Linked DNA regions of Mus musculus: region 2 is linked to region 1. A link is a contact called in public promoter capture Hi-C data. All regions are on one chromosome and are shown on one strand. Each heading gives the region's core, a stretch centred on a gene start, on an enhancer-like site or on the middle of the called end of the contact. The rest is flanking DNA. Distances are from core to core; before and after follow the strand shown. Region 1 overlaps Bfsp1 (beaded filament structural protein 1, in lens-CP94). Region 2 overlaps Rrbp1 (ribosome binding protein 1).

Region 1 (3,581 bases), core at 622-3,121:
GCATCACTATTTGAAACCTCTGACAATAAATGGGTTAATTTAGGTAAAGACGATGATGATGATGACGATGACGATGATGATGATATATCCAGCATGTTGGCTTTGTGGGTAAAGTTTCTTGTTACCAAGCCTAACAACCTGAGTCTGAGCCCCAGGGCCCAAACAATAAAAGGAAAAGAATAGACTTGTGAGAGTTGTCTTCTGAACTCCACACATGCATGCACATATATGCACGAGTGAACACACACGAGAGAGAGAGAGAGAGAGAGAGAGAGAGAGAGAGAGAGAGAGAGAGAGAGAGAGGGGGGGGGGGTGTAAATGTCCTGTGTTTTGTTTTGCTTCAGGGATGGTGCCCTGATCAAGCGCTGATGCTGAATCTCACCACTAGATGGCGGTAAAGAACCTTGATGAAAAAGAGGTCAGGGCTCATCCTGTTTGCCAATCAATAAAACCGTTTTCAGGTCCTGTCAAGACACTGAATTGTCTGTCATTCCTTGTCCGCCTGGAAGAAATTAATCCCCAGGGGACTTGGGCACCTGTGTTTGGCTGACTTGAAGGAGAGGCCCCCAGCTCCAATCTCGGGCTCTGTTCTTAGAGGCATGGATCTAATGCCTGTGGAGCCGCCTGGAGGACTTGTTACGACAGGAGTTGCCAGGCCACAGCTGGTCTGGATGTACCCGTGAATCTGCACTTCTGACAAGTTCCCAGATGCTGCTGATGCTGCTGGGCCAGGGAACTTACCCTGAAGGTCCTAACCGGGAGACATTCTGGAAGCATCGAAAACCTTAACCAGCACCACAAAGTAAGTTATTTAAATTAATTAAATTAATCCTAATCACATAAGCCAAGGAGGAGGAGAAGGAGGAGGGGGAGGGGGAGGGGGAGGGGGAGGAGGAGGAGGAGGAAGAGGAGGAGGAGGAGGAGGAAGAAGAAGAAGAAGAAGAAGAAGAAGAAGAAGAAGAAGAAGAAGAAGAAGAAGAAGAAGAAGCAGAAGCAGAAGCAGCAGCAGCAGCTAAGAGGAGAAGTTGGAGGCAGAGGGTTAGACCCAGGACTTTACACACAGCGCTGGCGTGGAATAGCCTTGGGCCAAGGAATGCACAACCTCTTTGACTAAACAGGGTCCTCCCCACTATAGCCTGTCGGAATTGACTTGTACCAACCACACACCCGACACTGTGAGCAAGTTCTCCCATAAGATCCTCCAGCAGGGGCCCAGGTGGACTACACACACACACACACACACACTTTATGCCACCCTGGGAGACCCAGAACAGAGAGACCAACCTGCTTGCCCCACTCCCTGACTTACAGAACAGTGTGAAAATGAGAAAATACGCAGGAGCCACGTCACATACATGGGCTGTGACAACCCGTGAAGGTGGCACACCTGAGGTTCATTAGACCAATTTTTGTTATTTTGTTAGACCAATTTTGTTATGTTCAGTATTTTGTTACTGAACAGTCACCTCTCTGGATCCTAAGAGTCCCAATCAACCAATTATGCCTCTGCTGAAAAATATATATATATGTGTGTGTGTGTGTGTGTGTGTGTGTGTGTGTGTGTGTGTATAACCATGTTTGTCATCATTTCCTAAATAATAAAAAATAAAACTACTTATACCCACTCACACTATCCTGGATGTTATAAGTTGTTGGGGTTGAGTTCAAGGCTATGGGAGAACTTCATAGTTCACATACAAGCACTAAGCACTTTGGAGTCTTGAGCAAGTGTGATTTTCAGTACCTGTGGGGTTGTGAAGACTAATCCCCCTTGGATACTGACAAGCGACTGTACATGCCCTGCAGAGCATCATGGACGTGCACTGGTCCACTTGACCACAGTGTGGAAGCACTGTGCTTTCTGTAGAGGCCATGCTTCCTGTTTGCATTTTGCCTTCGTGCATAGCAGTGGTGTGGCAGCAAGCCATGACTGTATCAGCCAGGACACACCCTACACTCGACAGGGTGCTGTGCTGTAAGGTTGGGGTGTGTAATAGATAAGTGGGCCATATAAAAGCCATGTGCACCTCAGGTTACTTCAGCTTGCTGCAGATTCATCCAGACATGACCCCTCGAGTCAAGGACACTGGATAACATATGGATAACTATCTTTATAGAATTGGCTTGCTTTGAATAATTTTTTTTGCCTTCAACAACATTTTATGAGAAAGGATCCACAAACTTCACCAGACTAATAAAATCTAGGGACAGGGAAGGGAACCTAGAGGAGAAAGTGAGACCCTACCTTAGACACAGAGATAAACTGCTAAGTCTCAGTAGTGTCAGAGGCTGAGAACAGGACCTGACCCAACAGTTATACCTCATGTACTCAGAAACCAGGCCAAGCCTGTTGTTTCCCACCCAATGAACTATAACTAAGAGTTTGAAAAACATGGGTTTCCAGGACCATAACAGGCCTGCACCTGCTTCCTCAGTCCCATGCACACATGCACAATACACACATCCCACATGCAGGCACATGTACCCTACATCAATAGATCACACACTTCCTATACATATCATGGTTTTATAGCCATCAAAAATATGTGTGCACACAAAGAAAGACAAACAGTCTCCCCCCTCCCCCCCCCCCGCAGAACTAAAATTTTCCATGTGAGGCTAGGGCCTTGATCTTTTTAGTATCTAGGGCTGTGTTTTTCAACTTTGTCACCCAGACCACAGGAAGTGACATAGTTCACACCATAGGCCACATCATATGTGTGCATTTGAGCAAATACATGTGTAGTCAAAAATATACAGATACATTTAAGACAAAAGTTTTCCAGGATAAACTTTGTATACTTCTCACTGCCATGCATTCTGTTACTTCTTATTCCCAGCGCCATTGTGTTGCTTTCTTCTAATTTTTTATAAAGACTTATGTATTTACTGTACGTATATGAACACACTGTCACTATCTTCAGACACACCAGAAGAGGGCATCAGATCCCACTACCGATGGTTGTGAGCCACCATGTGGTTGCTGGGAATTGAACTCAGGACCTCTGGAAAAGCAGCCAGTGCTCTTAACCCCTGAGCCATCTCTCCAGCCTGCTTTCTTCCTTTTTTGTACCAGTCAATTCTACTGAATTCATTTTACACCTGGTGAATTTCAAGGAACAATTTGAAAACCACAGTCTCCAGAACCGGGACTGGGCCTACACCCACTTCCTCAGTCACATGTAAAACACTTACACCATACACACATCCCACGTGCATGCACATATGCCCTACACAGATAGATGAATAAGTCATACTTCATATGAACATCACACGCCACACATATACCTGACATTACACACCCCACATATACACATGTATATACACATACATGCACACATGCAGAGCCCACGCACCCTTCACATTACACATGCATGCAATATACATATCATACACACTTTACAATATACTCTACATACATACACAGCAAATACACTCAAATCACCTCATATACTCACACACTACCCACAGACCTTATATACACATATACGACATACACCACACACACTATATACATATCACACACACACACCACATTCTCTACATAAACATTTCTCCATCTCTCCCTTCTCCACTCCCCT
Region 2 (3,581 bases), core at 739-3,238, 110 kb after region 1:
AAGACCTTCAAGTCCAAACTGTACCCCAACTCCATCCTCTACCTTCAGCTGTGTAATCTCTTCTTTTCCTGACGACTCCAGGGGGCCAGCAGCACGGAGTTTCTCCAGCTCTTCTTGTATCCGACACGCTGTGCGTTGAGCCTTGTCAGAGAGGGGACACATCTGGGTGAGTTGCCTAGCAGTCAAACCTGACTAAATTCACTGGGTTGGGGGAGGGGGAGGGCCATCCCCAGCCTAAGACAAAAGCTCATATTGATTCACATGGGCAAGAAGCTTGGAGATAACCCACTCGCACCCAGGCCTTCAGGACCTCCCAAAGATGCAGAAACCTACAAGGCTCCTGGGGCAGAGTCAGGTGCCTGGTGGGAAAGTTGGGAAGGACAGAGATGATGCCCAAGCTCTCAAGACGCTTGTAGGAGCTGGGGCCACTAGGCAGAACCTAACCTCCTCAAACTCAGCTGTGAGCTTCTGCCGCCGTGTCTGCTCAGCCTCCAGGGTGGCTTCTGTCCGCTCCAGCTGTGTTTTCAACTGTATGGAGATAACACAAGTTGGACTGGAGAGGCTCGCAGAGGCCCCTCTGGGGCAGACTGTAACTGCAGGCTCCCCCTTCAAGCTATTTCTAGGATTCCCTGGGCCTTTCCCCACCCTAAGTCACTCTCAGCACTCTCATTTCTGGGGAGAGAGTGCCTCAAGACTCAGGAGAGAACCAGAGAAGTCGCAAAAAGGTGCTGGGGAAAACACTAGACTCTAAGCCTTTCACAGGACTCACAGGGCAGGAAAGACCCCAAAGCCATGGGGCAGGACATGGTCTACAATGGGAGCCCAATGATAGGTCCCTGCCTCTTGCCAATTGCTCTTGGTAACTGATCTTTTGGTCAAAACTCTGGAAGACAGATGTCCGGCTAGCAATGCCCCAGTAAAGGGCCACAGCTAAAGACAAATCTCCTCTGTGGCTACCCAAACCCAAGCTACACACAGGTCCAAAAGTCCCTTCCTTGTGTAGTAAGGGCCAAGGGCCCTAGCCACCCGCCCTTAGCTCTACACCCTTCCATTCTGGGTCCTCTCACCCAGATCACACGGGATGAGGAGGTGGCTAGCAGTGGGGACTGAAGTACCTGCACTCAGTTTAATCAGCACATAGGCTGCCCACCCCTGAGCACCATGTGATGTTAGGGGTGAGGACCAGCTTATCACCCTAACCTTCATAGGGTCCTGCTCGGCTGGAGGGACAGCTGGAGACCCAGCCACGTCACCATCCTCTACGTGGCTCCTCATGTCACTCAACTGCTGCCTGACCTGAAACAGGGAGGGGTGGGTTTGTGCAAATACACACCAGTGGAATGCACCCATGCACACACACAAGCACCCATGCACTCGCCAGAGAGATGGGAGGGGGGAGAGGGAGAGAAAGGGAGTGGGGAGAGGGGAGGGGAGGGGGGAGAGGGAAGGGGAGGGGGACCAGGAGGGGGAGAGAGAGACTCCTCAGAGACATAGGAAGAGTAAAGGTCTGCCATCTGTGATCAATATTTATGTTCCCTAGTGCAGGAGGGATACTCCACTCAGCATCTCAAAAGCCTTGAGGCCAACAAGCCCCTTGACTAATGAGAGCCATGTGTATTTTTTGAAGTGAACCTGTGAGGCAACACCCCTCTCCCCCAGGAGCAACCACACAAAACCAGGGAGTCCACATGGAACAGAGGTAACTGACAACATGTCCCATTCCAATTATTCAAGGATGTAGTGTCCTGTTCACAGCCTTTTGGGGGCTTGGACAAAATAGTAAGACCATATTATTGCCTTGTAATTCTCTGGGTCCACCAGACCACTGGGCCTTCCATCTGAAGACCAGCAAAGTCACACAGGTTGCTTGGGAAAGGTCCCAGTCAGAAGGCCTGGGGACAGAACTCATAAGCTCTTTAGGAGACCTGGGTGGCCTCAGTCTCCACTTAGCCTTCTCAAATGCCCCAGAGTGCAGAAAGCAAAGAGCACAGTTCAAAGGTGACAAGAACCCTTGGCAGGCACGGTCTGTGTACATGCCTTGGCTGGGCTGTGTCCCATGGGGGGGGGGGGTGTAGTGGGGGGCTCTTACCCAGACCCAACCTAGCAAATGGCTGAGAATGGCAGCCTTAAATTTGGGAGGCTTGGCCCAGACAGCATCTACTTGTAGTGTGGTAGTCTGGACAAGGCCTAAAACCTGGATGCAGGGAGCTGGGCTTAGGAGAAAGTGTGGAGTCAACACACCAGAGCTGCTCTCCTGGACAGCACATGTTCAATCTCCAAATTTCAAATGTTGACATCTACTTCAAGGTTTTCAAAATGGCAATGAAGATAAAGGGAAGATAGCTGCAGCTGCACAGGCTGCTGCCTAGGGCCAGGGCTGGGGACCAGGAGGGAGACCAAGCAGCTGGGACATGGTTCCAGACACAGCAGCGGCAAACTGGGAAAACTACTGGACTACAAGAGGCAATGTGCACAGGGCCACTCCTCACATCTCTGTACAGGTTTATCTGCTCTCAGTGCCTGGCAGAGGGCCAGAAGGAGCAGGTCATCCCGTATAACTGTAAGACTGGCAAGGCCAGTTCCATCATTGAAGCAGGAAAGCATGCAGAAAGCACAGACATGCCTAAAGGCTTTAAAGGACTCTCCTGTGGTATCAGGAGTCCTGTATCCTGGGCTGCTCAGCTGACCAAACAGGCTACTAAGGCCTACATGTCCCACAGCCCATGGTCTTGAGCAGATGCCAGATCTGCCCAAAGACAGGAAACAGAATGTGAACATTCTGGTCCCTGGCAGCTACAAGCCCAACTAAGTTTTATGCAAACTGCTGTAGTCCCCCTAAGCTTGCCCTACATGACTAATGTATGACATACCCTGCTAAGCTGCAGACACTCCACATGGATATCAAGTTACATCACATGCATACCCCGTATCATACACCCCTGCCCAGGACCTAAGTCAACCTACCAGGGCAAGCTCATCGCTTTGTTTCTGGGCTTCACTCTTGGCTTCATCCAGCTGAGACTGCGATTCTAGCAGAAGCTGCCTTAACTTGAGGGGAAACAACCAGATGAGGGTAAAGGAGGGGGGAAAAGTTACAATGAGTCCACACCTAAACTTGAGCCAGAATCCAAGCCCTGGAGATGTACACAGCACAGGGACAGATGTCCTACAGGAACAATGTCCTACACCCAGGCTTTTCACAAACACCTGCTTTGGTGGTTTTAATGAAAATGGTCCCAATAGGCCTATAGGGAGTAGGCATTATTAGGGGGCATGGTCTTGTGGGAGTAGGTGTGGCTTTGCTAAAGGAAGTGTGTCACTAGCAGGTGGGGTTTGATGTCTCAGAAGTTCACACCAGGCCTACTAGCTCATAGTTCACTTCTTGCTGCCTGCTGATCAGGATACAGAACTCTCAGCTACGTCTCCAGCACTGTGTCCGCCTGCATACCATCATGCTTCCCACCATGACAATAATTAGACTAAACCTTGAACTGAAAGCCAGCCCCAATTAAATGTTTCCCTTTATAAAAGTTGCCATGGTTATGTCTCTTCACAGCAACAGAAACCCTAAGACACCTGCC

The links. Capture Hi-C pulls out chosen DNA fragments and counts their contacts.
Region 2: a promoter capture Hi-C map of adipose tissue shows a contact between it and region 1. The contact joins two enhancer-like sites. A contact is called at or near these places in 1 of 39 promoter capture datasets (embryonic stem cells), 1 of 15 datasets of contacts at CTCF or cohesin (large pre-B cells), 36 of 484 Hi-C or Micro-C datasets (CD4 T cells, CD8 T cells, the CH12 cell line and 19 more), 2 of 115 datasets of contacts at active chromatin or transcription factors (microglia and pancreatic cancer cells) and 4 of 9 other capture datasets (adipose tissue, embryonic stem cells, liver and 1 more).

What each region holds. Positions count from the first base shown.
Region 1 is chr2:143,836,985-143,840,565 of GRCm38.p6, forward strand. The region is part of intron 5 of Bfsp1 (beaded filament structural protein 1, in lens-CP94); the gene reads right to left. Among named protein-coding and RNA genes, the nearest start is that of Bfsp1, 24 kb to the right of the region's middle. Within about 2 kb of position 1,872, at least 92 of the 459 cell types and tissues checked have an H3K27ac peak or open chromatin away from gene starts, as enhancers often do. A contact at or near this core is called in adipose tissue, where this site is marked.
Region 2 is chr2:143,949,228-143,952,808 of GRCm38.p6, forward strand. Rrbp1 (ribosome binding protein 1) reads right to left here. Exons shown (of 24, transcript NM_024281.2): 19 at 2,965-3,048; 20 at 1,201-1,296; 21 at 445-528; 22 at 43-141. Among named protein-coding and RNA genes, the nearest start is that of Gm33804, 11 kb to the left of the region's middle. Within about 2 kb of position 1,989, at least 37 of the 459 cell types and tissues checked have an H3K27ac peak or open chromatin away from gene starts, as enhancers often do. A contact at or near this core is called in adipose tissue, where this site is marked.